Linked DNA regions of Zea mays: all the other regions are linked to region 1. The links are chromatin contacts, called in public Hi-C maps. All regions are on one chromosome and are shown on one strand. The core of a region is the stretch at or near the end of the contact, and the rest is flanking DNA. Distances in the headings are between cores, read along the strand shown. Region 1 holds the start of LOC100278317. Region 2 holds the start of LOC100272448 (Phosphoribosylglycinamide formyltransferase chloroplastic). Region 3 holds the start of LOC103648642 (protein GrpE).

Region 1 (4,862 bases), core at 1,758-4,257:
GCGGTTGTCCTCCGGAGCTGTAGGTGCGGAGGGTGCCTTCGGGTGTAGGTTGTTCATTGCGCCGTCTCTTGCTGAGTGCGTCGTCTTTGCATGCTTCTTGGTGGGTGGTGTCGACAAGAGCCTTGCACTTTTTCTCGGCCAGCAGCGCTGCCTTCGCTGCTTCGTCAACGGATGGGGCTGCCTTCGAGCTAGCTCTCTTAGGTGCCATCACGGGTGGTTTTTTTGTAGCACGAACGGTGGGCGCCAAATGTTGGAACTTGCTCTCCTGGGCAAGTTGATCCAACGGAGGAATGAAAGCAACGTAAACAAGATTTTGACTCGAGGTGGCGATAGCTCTGTTAATCCAGCCTCTCAAGGGCACTGTACGGGGGTATTTATAGGCGCCTGAGTGCCTAACGTCTTGGAGTAAGGACGCATGTGCCCTCAGGCGCCTAGGCTATCCCCGGAATATTCCCATAAAGTGGGGTTACAGACTGTCATTACAGAAAAGCTATTACAAATTGGGCCCATAATACACTTAGCCATGCGGGGCCTGTTACAATGGGCCGAATTCCACGTAAGCCTTCGTGTTCGACGAGGACGCGGGACGTGGGCGACCTCGTCGTAGGCCTTCGTCTTGCAGTGTAGTGGACGAAGGGTGGAACCCGCCAGTCGTTTTGCCTCCGTTGGTGCAGCGAGATTGACGAAGGCATCGAGCGAAGGGTAGCGTCTTCGCCTTCGCCCCAACATAGAGGTAGTGGCAGTGGAACCATGTGTGGCGTAGGTGGAGGTGACAGGACTGCGTGTGGTGCAGGTTAAGCAACACGGTCGCGTGGGGCACAGGTGGAGGCAACATGGTCGCGTGCAACGTGAAAGAGGACAACGAAAGAGGAACAACATCGCAATCGGCATCAAGAAGGGAATCGAGGTCGGGAGGTGAGGAGCCGACAAGGAGAAAAACATCCTCATAAAGACAACATGATGAGAGATGATGATGCAGTGGATGAGAAGATGAAGGCACCGGTACCCCTTGTGACTAGGGTAGCACCCGAGGAAAAAATAACGATAGCATTGTGATGCAAGTTTGTGAGGAGCGGTGGCAGAGGTGTTAGGATAGCAAGTACACCCGAAGACCCAAAGGTGTTCATAGGAAGGGGTGGCGCCAAAGAGGCAAAGAACGGAGTAGGATGGGGGACCGCCTTGGAGGAAAACGGTTGAGGAGGTGGCTAGTTGTGTTCAGTGCCTCATCCCAATAGCGGGTGGGAACAGAAGCCTGAAAAAGGAGGCAACACAACACGTTGGTGGTGATAACTCTCTATATATATATATATATATATGAATAATTCTTTTGACGAGTCGGTAAGGTTGTCTCCAACAAACCGTGTATATGGCCATGCAAAACACTGTTTTGCATTGTAGACAACACTGTTTATAGAGTTAAGTTTGAAATAGGGGATGCAATAGGAGAACTGCTAGAGATAGTCTAAGGGAGTGATTGGTTGCTTTCATGTGGTTGGGCCTAACTTAGGATCCTAGCGAGGCTCGATCGAGCCAAGCTCTATCAAACCACCCTGACGTGATTGGTTCACTTTTCTCTACTAAACCAGTATAGGAAAAAAAATTGTGTTTGGTTGGTTGCTTATAAAATAAACAATATTTCTTAAATAACATTTATGTTACAAGTGTGGTCTAGTTTTGTTGATAAAAAATGCAAGGAACACGATGATGGAATCGATTTATTAATTAGATATATAAATTAAGGGATGTGACACAAATTCTAAAACATGTCTTGGTTCTTATGTCCGCATCAGTCCAGTCTGGCTCCAGAGGAAATGTCATCTCCCATGTGCCCGTGTGTCCGCTGGACCTAGCTCAGAGGTGCTTTGAGAATTGGTTCAATCTGACCACGGATTAGAGATGGCAATGGGACCCGATCCCCGATTATCTTGGGAAATTCCTTTATTAGGGGATGAGGATAAGCATAATTTAGTCCCCACGGGATCGAAATGGGAAACTTTGTCTCCGTCAGGTTTGCGCCCATTCCCTGCATACCCGCCCCGCGAAGTTTTCTTAATATAAATTAGTCTATTTATGTTAAAATTCTACTAAATATTCAATACATGGCCTATTATAAAATAGCAAATTATACTCTAAAGAAGACATTTCTTGTATTTTATTTTTTGTTAAATTTATATTGAATTAATATAATCTGTTTTAATTTGTCTCTAAATATTGTATTTACTAACGAGGACAGATTTCCCGCGGGGATAAATTTCGTGATAGGGACGGGAGAAAAAGTCTCCTCATGAACGTTTGCGGGGATAGGGACAGACAATTTTTCTCGCCGCGGGGACGGGGATGGGGAGTCGTTCCTTGATGGGAAATTCTCTATTGCCATCTCTACCATGGATAGTATCTAGGCAACCAAACACGCGTTGATTGTTTCTACTAGACTTGGTCCTAACCTCATGCAGGCAGTAGGCAACCAATAACTCCCTAAGGACTTGTTTGGATTGATGTTAATCCATGTGGATTGAGTGTGATTGAGTCGGTTTAAATTCATAGTAAGTCAAAAATCCACCTTAATATATATTTATCCCCTGAAATCCACATGGACAAGACCTAAATATGCCGGGACAAATGCAATTCTTGAGTTCACTTTTCCTCGTGTAAAGCAGCCCATCGCATGATGCATGCAACAGGACACGGCCCTAGCCCAGTTTATCAAAGGAGGCCCAAAAAAATCTTGGTTTATCAAAGCCTTAGGGCTTATTTGTTTTAAGGCTAATCTATGTGGATTGAACGGTATACTCGATAATATATTTAGGGCTTGTTCGGTTAACTCTCAATTCATGTGGATTGAGTGGGATTGGATGAGTTTGAATCCTAAATAAATCAAAATTCTTCTTATTTGTTTTCAATCTTATCTAATTCATGTGTATTAGGAATAACTGAACAAGGACTTATATGGATCAGGAATAATCGAATAAGTCTGCTTGGGCCAAGCCCAGAAGCTGCCTGGTTTCCCCTAGCCGACGTCACGACTCACTCACAAGCACGACGACGGGGCACACGAGCTCACGGGTGATGGCGAACGAGGGCGTCGCGGCCGAGCGGGCGGTCAAGGCCCCTCCACCGGAGACGGAGAGCATCGTGTGGAGGGAGGACAAGGGGAGGTTCCAGACGCCCGACGGCGAGGCCTTCCTTCAGTACCGCCTCCTCGACGGCCGCGGGGCCCCCGCTGCGGCAGTGATGGACCTGGTGCACACGTACGTGCCGCGGAGCAAGCGCGGGCAGGGGCTCGCGGCGCGGCTCTGCGACGCTGCCTTCGCCCACGCGCAGGCCCGCGGCATGCGCGTCCTCCCCACCTGCTCCTACATCTCCGTGAGTATAACCACCCCTCCGGCCCGCCCTATGCCCCTCTCTGCTCTACACGAATTCCTCTCCGAATCCGTTTGTGCTTTGGGGGGAGATACAGCCAGCCATACAGGGAGGGATTCCTCTTCGTAGTTATGTACAGGCTACAGCGACGGGGAAGACCTGCTGCGCCGATTTATCTGACAAACTGAGATATCAATCGGTCGGCAAATGTTCTTTATTTTTTTCACTGGAGGAAAATGGTAAATGTTCTTCGAGGCTTCAACCACGGGAGTTGGTTTAATGGCGTTACAATTAAACACCGAATTGTTGTTTTTTTTTCAGTTGCTGACCTTGTGTCATCTAATCTAGAAGCGATTTTACTCGCTCAAGGCCGAATGAGCCTCCTGCTTCACTACTGACGCTGTTCGCGCGCTGCAGGACACGTACCTGCCTCGGAATCCGGCGTTGAAGGAGCTCGTGGACAAGGATCAAGAACCCCATCCCAAACCCAGCAGCATGTAGATGGTTGGTTGTTCAAGAAACCAGCTGCCACTTAAATAAGCAGATATCCAGAAATACCTGTCACTTGATGAACGTTTGCTTCTTCGAAGGCGTTGATGTCAGATGTTACACGTTGGATATCTCGTGCAGTGTTTCAGAACCATTTGATTTTGGAGAAGATAATAATAACAAAGCTTGAAATACATGTAGCTTTCTGCTGAACAACAAGTATAATGCCGATCATTCAGTGCTCAAGTAGCTAAACATCGTCCCAATAAATAAAATAATGTAAGGAAGGTGCAAAGGTTTAACTGTACAATCAGAAAAATATATATTCACACTACAGAGTTTTACAACGGTAGACTGATTGTTTTTGTAGTACAGACCCCACATTACTACAGGAGGGTGGTTCCACTTGTTTTGATAGTGAGTTTGTTTCCTCCCACGCTGTTTTCAAGCACCAACAAGGATTTCCAAGCATCAACATAATGTACAAATTGTTGACACAACAGCATGCAACCAACCGAGAAGTGGAAACAAAACAACACTGTGTATTTACACGTTGCTCTAGCAAGAGACCTGCGAGGGAGTGAAATCGTTGGCCATCATCATTTTAACCCGTAACAGGGCCATCGATCATCTCTCATTCTCCAACCGCCATCTCCGTCATCAAGAGCTCACCCAGGGACGTAGTAGCCCATCTTCTCCACTGGGAGGTTTAGCACCGAAGTATCAGCCTGAACAATTTCCGTACTTCAGTTAATCAATCATACAGTACTATGCCAGGGGACTAAAACAAAATTGCACAAGTTGCAGTTAACCATGGCTCCAACGGCTGGTCACTGCGAACAAGATATAAAAATAATGTACCTCCTCAAACGGAACAAACACAGAGGGTGACAAGCCCCTGCTGTGGGAAACGGCAGGCGCGTCTGGGTCATGCGTCTCATCCTCCTCCCAGCCCTCAACGAGTTCTAGTATGCTGCCCTTCCAGTTTTGCAGTTCAGTTGCATTCACTCTAA
Region 2 (4,862 bases), core at 607-3,106, 150 kb before region 1:
AAGATCTCAAATGTCTTCAAAACTTCAACCAAAAATTTGCTCAATGGGAATCGAAGACCCGCCTTCATAAAGCTTCTGTAGACAACAACCTCGTTTTCTTCGGGCGCAGGAGCGGCGCTGTCCCCTTCAACTCTCACAATAGACATAACACGGAAATACCTCCCCTTCATGGCATCAATCTGACTCTGTTTTATGGATGACTTTCGAAGATAGTATGACTTGGCCGCCAGGGCCGATCTTCGGTATCTTCATTCTCACTATCTACATCATAGTCATCACTATCGTCAGAATCTTCACACAAATCAGCCATTATTTCATTTGTGATCTTCTCTGTGTTTGTTTTTTCCATAGCTTCGTAAAACCCAGCAAGAGCAGGGTCCACAACCTTCTTCTCCTCAAACATCTTCTTCTCTTCAGACATTCAACAAGCACTTGTGTATATCACGAAGCTCACAAATCAAGCGAGAGATGATAGCAAGAGAATTAAAATTTGAGAAAACATCACAAGCAACTAAAATGGCGCAATAGATGATGTCGATGTGGGTTTCTATTTATATGCCTAGTGCATTGCAACTTGGCGGGCCCCATTTGTCATTGACTTTTGCTATTCTAGCAAAGAGAAAGTGTTTTTTCAGACCTTCGGCTAAAGGCCTTCGTTCACGTCGCAGTCTGAATTTGTTAAACAACAAATTAGCACTGCGATGGGCTACTGTTGGTGGCCTTCATCTTTCGAAGGTCCTCAAAAACACGACTAACATGTTTCCCAGTATAGTATACTGTCACAGGAAGCTTTGGCTTTAAGACAAAGGCGTGTATGGTATGAGAAGCGTAATCTGGAAGAAGGTTAGACCAACTCCGAAGCTGTAGATAGAGAAGCTTCGGCTCAGCTCAAGGACGATGATGGAGGATGAAACCGACTTAAAAGGAAAAGATTGTTCATTCCTCGACAGATTACCTTTTGACTAATAGTAAATGTTAGGGACATGAATGTAATTTTAGCCAAGCTGTGTCCTGTGCCTAAAAATGATGAACAGTAACATCGTACTGTTCATGCTGACTTGTAGCACGTCACTCTCGGATTCTTACCTTCTGTTAAGCCGAAGGTACAAATGTAATTTAATATCATTCATGTTTGTTCAGAGATATATGATGATAACATGAATAATCTAATGATCTAAAATGATTATTCATGCTTTATCTATGTTTCATACGATCATGTTTTCATCTTTGTATATTGCAATGAAGAAAGTATGTACTTCATGACCTTCATCCGAAGATCATTATATCCCAAGGGAGATAATGTTATGAAGAACGAAGGTTTTTAACCATTAACATTTGTGTTGTCTTGTTCTTGACTCGTAGCTTTTGAGAACAAGTGACCAACAGAGAATTATAGGGGATGCATGATGGAGGAATCACCTGAATATTTCCGTGTATATCAAACCAACCCTTCGTTCGTCACGCACTCACACTCCGCAGAGATCAGTAGATCGGAAATCCAATGATCGTGTCTCTCATGCAAGGCTTGCTCAGCTAGAGGTGGATAAAGAGGAGTTAAAGTAGATTAAATCGTCTCCTATATAAATTTATATAATAAAAGAGAATTTAATCCCCTCTACTTTTCAATCCACTTCAAACCGCGTCGTCGGCCCCAACGCATCCCAGATCAGACGGGAGTTGTCACTCGACGCAGGCCGTCGGCTCGGCCTTGCCCGCATCCATGGTGAGACGACCGTGCCAGGCCGTTCAGTATTTCATTGGGCCCGGCCCATGTTGTGTCGCCTTCGCGCTGGCAGTCCTTCCTGCTACAAAGCCTTCTTGTTCGCCCCGACTCCGCCGCCGCACGCCGGGGCTCAATCTGCTCCGCTTCCCTCCAGCCTTTGTTTCCTCCATTCCCCGCGCCAATCCTGCCGCCTCCTGCTCGCGCGCTTACTGTAGCCGCAGCTTTCTCCACCCTTGGCAATGGAGGCCGCGATCGCTCACGCTCCATCTGCTCCGGCCCTGCGCCGCTCGCTCAACCTCAACCCCACGCCCGCCGTCCGGCCGCACCCAAAACCCTGGCAGGGGGTGCTTTCGGCGAGGCACCCGTCGAACGCCGTCAGGTGCGAGCCGTCCCAGCGCCCAGAGGCGCGCCCGCGCCTGCGCGCTGCGCAGCCGGCTGGCGCTGACGCGGCGGTCGGGAGGAAGCGGCTGGCAGTGTTCGTGTCCGGAGGGGGATCAAACTTCCGGGCGATCCATGAGGCCGCGCTGGGCGGCGCCGTGCACGGAGATGTCGTCGCGCTTGTCACCGACAAGCCAGGTGAAGGAAACTGCATCCCGCGACGCTACCCACATTGTTAGCGGAGGCTAAAACTGCAATAACTGCATTGCAGGTTGCGGTGGCGCGGAATATGCTACGAACAATGGCATCCCTGTGCTCGTATTTCCCAAGTCCAAGTCTGCGCCCGAGGGGATTTCGGTTGCTCAACTGCTGGATACTCTGAGGTTGTTCTTCTGTGTCAGTTTCGATTTAGTAACTTGGGTGGAAAAAAACATCGCTCAGAGTAACTTGAGCATTCTTATGTTTGTTTATTATGCCAGTAAAAATACAGGCAAAGTTATGTACTTTTAAATCAGTTGTGCCAAGTGGTGATTATGTTTCCTTTGTGAATCCTATCTATCTTTCTGCTGATATTTTTTACTTAAACTTCAACGCCGTATTCAGTTGAAATAATACTGAGGAACAAGTCCTCCATCAGGTGCCACATATTTACACGATTTACTCTTGACGGTAGACGCTGTGATTTGCGTTGTTCTCTGGTATTGGATTGTGCTAATATTTATGTGGTTTGTTTTGTTCTCTGGCATTGAGTTGTGCTAATATCTGAATTTATCCCGTGTATTTTTTGTCTGACTAGTGAAATAAGACTCTTATATTTAATTTTGAAACAGGGGAAACAATGTAGACTTTGTTCTTCTTGCCGGTTACCTGAAGCTTATACCCACTGAATTGATCCAGGAATACCCAAAATCCATATTAAATATCCACCCTTCTCTCCTTCCGGCATTCGGAGGGAAAGGTTTCTATGGTTCAAAGGTGCATAAAGCTGTTATTGCCTCTGGAGCAAGGTAATTTTCAATTCTCGATCATGTTCGAGTGGCTGCATATCTTCATTTACAGAATTGACGAACTTATAAAAATAAGTTAGGAGGAACTTCTTTCATTAGTTTTCATCTATAGCCCCTCATTTTAAGCTTCCATTGGTTCCAATCTGTGTGTGGGTTGTTTGGGAGTGGGCTTGTGGGGGCTCTATACTTGGAGTAGCGGGAGTGCACGGTGCTAGACAGGGGCGGAGGACCCGTTATGGCCAAGTATAGCCTGCGCCATACCTCAGCCCAGTCCGCTAAAGGAGTTAAACATATTTTTTCCAGCGGCCAGGCCCATCAGCAGATCCACCCCGCACGCAACTCACCAAGCTTCCGCGCGTCAGTCTCCCTGCTCTGTGGTCGCTGCCAACCATCGCCCACCACCACCAGTTGTCCAGCTCTACGCCCGACGGCGCCAGCCAGCTGCTAGCTCCATGCCCGGTACACCGCAACCCGCCAACCCCACGCAGTCACGCACAGCGCACAGCTCTTGTCGTCGGCCACCGGAGCTAGTTGGACCGTGCCTCGCCGTGACTTTGCCTCACCCGGCTGCCTGAGCTCGACCACGCCTCTCCGGTCGCCGCCTCCCCTGCTTGGCCCCCTCGGGCCTCGGTCTCTAGCGTCTGGCCGACGTCGAGCCAATTGAAGGCTTGAAGCAGTGAAGTTGTCAGCCTGTCAGGCCATGTGTCTGTCACAACACAATGCGCGTGATTGAGGAAGTGAGACAATGACAGTGAGAAACAGAGGATTAGAAATTTAGAAGCGAACGAGCAAGGAACAAAGGAAGTCGCCACTTTCCACGGTCATACCTTATTTTTTGTTTGTGCTCCGCCACTGGTGCTAGATCCACCCTACAAATGATATAACCATCTGCCTATAATATACAGTACATTCACCCTTTGATCCCCTAATAAAACGCATGTATGCATAAACTTTTGTAATTATAAGGAACATAACGCTATATTTTTCTGTAACACACTTGAATTGAAAGTGAGCGTTTTGAAAGTTGATATACATAATGGATGACTGATAGAGAGGTGCCAAATTATTGTGTGTGTCAAATGTGACTTCTGTTATTTGACAACAATTTTTTTGTTCAGATACTCGGGTCCAACCGTACATTTTGTGGATGAGCACTATGATACCGGTAAAACGTTAGCCCAGAGGGTTGTGCCTGTGTTCGCGGATGACACGCCAGAGCTATTGGCTGCAAGAGTCCTCCATGAGGTAAGACTTCAGCCTTCTAGCCTGAGATAGCTTCAAGCTCCTTCTGCACATAATTGAAGTTATTCTGCAACCAAAAGTACTGATTTAAATCTTGCATCTTAGGAACATATGGTCTATGTTGAAGCAGTTGCTGCTTTGTGCGAGGACCGCGTCGTATGGAGGGAAGATGGTGTCCCACTTATCAAAAGTCGGACAAATCCAGCTGTGTACATCTAATTGACAATACGGCAATAGTAGCACTATTTTGGAGTAATAATGGAATTTGTAGAGCCCTTGCCACTTTTCCCGGTAAAAGGGGTACTTAGCAGTTGACGTAGGGTTGATATACAGGGCACAACTTATTTGCCACCGAAACATTTCCATGCGTTGGAAGTGAGAAACATTGCCCCCAATAGGCCGCAGTATCCATTACTGCATGGAACAAGGTTGAAATTTTACCTTGATTTGAGATAACTATCAAATACTGCGAATGCATTATTCTTCCGGAATTCCTTTTTTTCTTAACTATC
Region 3 (4,862 bases), core at 1,571-4,070, 150 kb after region 1:
GGAGAAGAGTGAAGGTTGTGGGAGATGGCAGGGGCTAAGGGGCTTATTTTCCTAGCAGCTAACCTTCCTCACGGCTAATTTCTGTTCAAGGTTTTGTTGTGTTTTTCTGTTTTTTGAGTTTAAACCTCAGTGTTATGGTTTGTAAGGGCTTTGGCCCGACTTTTTTCTTCTTCTTAAATATAATGATATGCAGCTCTCCTGCATATTCGAGAAAAAAAAAGATCGATATCCCTGACGACCTTGATCCTAAATGAAGAATTAGGATATCAGTTTATCGCCTCAAATAACAGCACTGAAGTAGCACTCTTTGTCAGAGGATTCCATTGACTCTAGTCACTAGGTACCTGCGGGAGTTGTTTTTTCCGTATTTCTATAGTCCATGATATAAGATAATAACTTCCAACTACTGACACATTGAATGTCCATTAGAATCTTATAATCTTTTGTAATCTACTACAATATCAAGCTAACAGTACAGTATCACATTAACAGTTTGAGGAATGGGGGAAAACATACGTCTATGCTATTTGGTGAGGATCGTCTTTCCTCAATTTACTTGTTTGCTGACAGATTTGATACAAATCTCCAAGTGTTGGCTGTCTGCTGTAGGTAATTACTTGAGAACAAATAGCAAGGCCCCCTTGCTAACAGCTGGAATTTCCATGATCTACAGGTTGGCTAGCTAATATTAACTCAGTAAAAATTTAAGAACTATTACGAGTTCCCACAGAAGGTACTATCTTTGCCAAAGGTAAAGATGACCAGTGTTGTAACTATGGCTTCTGAGGTGGTATGAGTGGTGAGGGGAAGGTCGAGGCTCGGGACCACAGCGTTTGGACGCCGTCGTCCTAGGGTTAGGACAGCGGGTGGCGGTAGACACAGGGGAAGGGGAAGCCAAGCAAGGTAAATACCTGCTTACTCTTTCATTGATCAAAGGGTATATTTATAGAGCTAAGATTGCAGCCGTCCTTATCTAATATCTTATCAAACCAATTCCTTATCCTTCTAAACAAACTCTGCTTATTCTCAGCCATCTAAACAAACTCTATCCCTAGATTATGACTGACGCTTATCCATCTAAACAACTAGCTGATTTTATTAGGGCTGCCAGTCATAACAACCAGACAATCAGGGCACGCACTTGGCTCGAAAATAGAACATTTTTTTGTTTTATTTGAACGACACCAAATTGCGTGCAGAAAAGGGTTCCAATGAAACTGCACCATAACTCCATTCATTTAAATGCCCCTCATTCTAAGCCACTTATGGATCACCTGATACCAATACATTCACAGATAAGCCACTTAAGGCCTTGTTCGTTTGTGTCGGATTGGTGGGTCGGAACGATTCCGAGCCGGATTGCTTCTATAATTTATATAAACTTTGATTAGCCGGAATAATTCCGGGTGCAATCCGATGTAAACGAACAGGGCCTAAGCGATTTGCTCGCTGCAGCCAGGCGTGCAAGGGTCGTTGCTCGCAAAGCCGCCTTCGTTGCTAGTGCTGCCGCCGAAGCTGCCAATGATGCTAGTGCGACGGCTTTGGAGATGATTGTTCAAGCTGAGAAGGCGAACGCCGAGGCTGCCAAGAAAGCTCCTAGACCTCTGCGTCGTGATGTACTGATGTATGATATGCATTTTTCTTCGATCCTAAAATTACTTTGTCATTTGAAATAGGTGTGATGCGTTCATCTTGATGCTAGTTCTTTATTGTTTTAGGTGGTGAACAAACTGTGTTTGTTAGCAATTTTATTTGGTTGAATTCTATTGTTTCTGTTGTTTTCAAATCAATGGCAGTTCGTCATCACTTTCACTGATTAAATACAACTCATTTACCAAGTGCAAATGCTAAAGAGGGAACAAGGGAGGGAACACTGGGAGTACCTCGGCCTTTAGTGGTGAATCCAACCAGGAGTTGTCCACATCTGCAATGGTGAGGGAGAAGTTCGAGTTGGCACACCTTGCGCTGGGGCTGTGAGGCAAGAGTCTGCCGCGAGCACACCCTCGAAGTCGCTGACGATCTCATCGAGGGGCATGATTGGCTTCGGGTCCGACGGCGGATCCATTGCCGTCGAGGAGCACGTGAGCTCGATCCGTTCTGGAAGAAGAACGGGAACGGGCCAGCTCAGTCAAAACGTGTGATGACAGGCCGTTCAGCGGTAGATAACTGTCCAACATGGATAAAAACATAAGGATAATAGAAATACAAAGAGCAGCCTATTATAATAACAGAATTCCATATGCTTCGTTGTGAGTACTTATACCCCGTTTCAACCTCTAGGATAAACTTTACCTTCTGTTTAGCCATATAAATTGAAGTAATAAAGTTTACTTTTTAGGGTGTTTGTACTACTCTAATAAAGTTTAGCATATTAGAATAAAAAGACACTCATACCTCTAATGCGGAGAGAGAATGAAGTTAGAGGGTATGAATGGAAAATAGTGTTCTCTAGTCCACGTTTAGCTCTTTTTAGCACCTCTTGAGCAGCTTATGAGATATATAATATGTGCTAAATTTTATCACATCATTATTGACTCTCATGTTTAGATCACTAAATGACTAAAAATAGTTAAAAAAATGCTAAAGTTTATCTCTTAAGATTAAACATGTCTTACTTTACGAAGCCGAGACATGCGAATGCCGGCGTTCCAAAAGCTCGACGTTGCCTTGACGGCTTGACGTCCCGCGACTCCCGCCCGCGGCCCGCCCGTGCCCGTCTGGCGTCTATTATCTGTGGAATGATGAATCGGATCCCGCCCCGTGATCCAACGGCCGGCATGGCCCGCCCGCAAACGGCTGGCATGCAGACTTCCAGAGGCGTCAATGCCGCACGGCATTACCCCTTTCCTCTTTATTCATTTTTTTTTCTTTTTTGGTATTTTCCGGACAGTGGAGTGGAGGGCGATAGATAGGGCAGCATGGCGGCAACCTTCTGCGCTGGACCCGCCGCATCCGCGGCAGTAAACCCTAGCTCCGCCGGCTGCCGACCCCAGAACCTAACTCGGGCTGCCGTGCTGTCTGCTTGCTGGCGGCCCAGCAGGCCGACTCCCGCTTTCGTCTCCCTCCGGCGCCCCAATGCCGAGCTGCGGCCGCTGCGCGTGGCCGCCGGCTCCGGCGTTGACCCGAAGGTGAGGTATTTCAGACTTACTTTTGCGGTTAGTGGTAAGTGGCAACATGGGTTGGGTGAAAGGCATCGAAGTGCGATTAGCTTGCGGAGAATTTCGCCCTTTGGGTCAACTTGCAAGCTTGATGAGCGGACAGTAGGGAAACGCTGTTCTTGGAGAAGTTTGAAGATTTCTTTGTGGTAGTTCAAGATTCTCGTATGTATCTGTGCTATTAGGTGTCTTTTTGTTCAATAGTTTGTTCCATGACTGCTGCCACTGAAGTTTTACAAAGAATGACTGATGCATACATGAACTTTGTGTGTTAAGGCGCCATTGCTAATTTTTGCAATAAATACCCATCTTTTGTGCGCTCTTAATATACCCTGGACTACAAGTCTACAACTGCAGTTAGTCTACACTAGTTGGGGCTTGCCAAATGTTAGAGTGGACGCACCAACCAATTCAACTCAAAATCTTAAGCTGTTGGGAGAAGTTAGGCAATCCACTTATACACTTCAACACCAAATACAGAAGAACTAAAATTAGACTATTTTGCTATTACTATGACTACTCACTTAGTCACTTGGGTGGTTGGAGGAGACGGGAAATGCCTTCTTTTTTTCTGAGCTAAATCGGATAGTTTGAAGAATAGTGTGAGAAAATAGGAGGCCACGTTTTATGGCGCAGTCGTAAAGTTGCATGTCGAGCTGCTATTGCAACTTGTGAGCAATGAGAAGTAATTGAAATATTTATTTATATATTAGCAATGCAATGGGAAGAGAAACAAACCATTGGAGAATGCCCATGTTCTCTGTTGGACCTTCTCATCCATTTCATTTTGACCACATGTGCTTCATCAAGTTTCACCAAAATGAGTTTTTTTGCTGCAGGTTGTCAACGGGGAAGATTTTCCTCCCATGAAGGACCTAATTCAGCTATACAGGACAGCTTTTCTAGAAGGAAATGAGGAGGTTCTTGGTGTAGTTGAGAAGGCAATCACTGCTGTGGAAAAAGAGAAGAGTACGATAGCTTCCCAATTTGAAAGTATTACAACCGAAATAACTTCTGGGAAGGAAAAGTTTATTCGCTTAAATGCCGACCTGGAGAATTTCCGGAAACAGACTGAAAAGGACCGTGCAAAGTTAACATCAAATATACGGGTGGAAGTTGTTCAGAGTCTGTTACCTCTAGTTGATAGTTTTGAGAAAACGAATCTAGAGAACACCCCAGAGACTGAGAAGGAGCAAAAGATCAGCGCAAGCTATCAAGGCATATACAAGCAGTTAGTTGAAACACTAAGATATTTGGGTGTGGGAGTTGTGGAAACAGTTGGCAAGCCATTTGATCCTTCGGTAAGTAATATTTACCCTCCCGCCGCCTGTTCCATTCTCATGGTCTGTCTCTCTCCCTAAAATGTTGTATGCAAACAACATATTGGATCCTTTTGAACGTGTAAAAAGAATTCTGTTCCAGTGTTAATGAGTTGTTTTTATGGCCTGGTTCATACTCAAGAGATTGATCTTAGCTTTCACACAGTTTCCTGCATCTATGTTGCAGTACATGTCTTTCGGTCTAAATAATATGGGTATTTGGGAGAAAAAAACTAATAACCTACTTTCAGTGCTTACAGCTAGATAGTATGGAGATATGCATGAGAATCAAATAGCGTTACATTTATGTTCATCATATATGCAGCACTATGGGTCTCATTCTTTTGTTTTTTTTATGCAGGTCCATGAGGCCATCTCACGAGAAGCA

The links. A called contact is a pair of places that touch in the nucleus more often than the background predicts.
Region 2: a contact with region 1 is called in a Hi-C map of tassel, with 2.2 times the contacts expected there. The contact joins the promoter of LOC100272448 here to the promoter of LOC100278317 in region 1. A contact is called at or near these places in 4 of 25 Hi-C or Micro-C datasets (ear, leaf and tassel) and 1 of 3 datasets of contacts at active chromatin or transcription factors (leaf).
Region 3: a contact with region 1 is called in a Hi-C map of ear, with 1.9 times the contacts expected there. The contact joins the promoter of LOC103648642 here to the promoter of LOC100278317 in region 1. A contact is called at or near these places in 2 of 25 Hi-C or Micro-C datasets (ear and leaf).

What each region holds. Positions count from the first base shown.
Region 1 is chr2:52,882,892-52,887,753 of Zm-B73-REFERENCE-NAM-5.0, forward strand. It overlaps LOC100278317, which reads left to right and starts at 3,008. Exons shown (of 2, transcript NM_001371708.1): 1 at 3,008-3,363; 2 at 3,778-4,045. The coding sequence starts at 3,067. The coding sequence ends at 3,861. It also overlaps the pseudogene LOC103648641.
Region 2 is chr2:52,733,581-52,738,442 of Zm-B73-REFERENCE-NAM-5.0, forward strand. It overlaps LOC100272448 (Phosphoribosylglycinamide formyltransferase chloroplastic), which reads left to right and starts at 1,857. Exons shown (of 5, transcript NM_001146922.1): 1 at 1,857-2,299; 2 at 2,373-2,484; 3 at 2,932-3,108; 4 at 4,227-4,353; 5 at 4,456-4,839. The coding sequence starts at 1,963. The coding sequence ends at 4,569.
Region 3 is chr2:53,034,586-53,039,447 of Zm-B73-REFERENCE-NAM-5.0, forward strand. LOC103648642 (protein GrpE) reads left to right here and starts at 2,821. Exons shown (of 3, transcript XM_035965273.1): 1 at 2,821-3,128; 2 at 3,995-4,456; 3 at 4,836-4,862. The coding sequence starts at 2,919.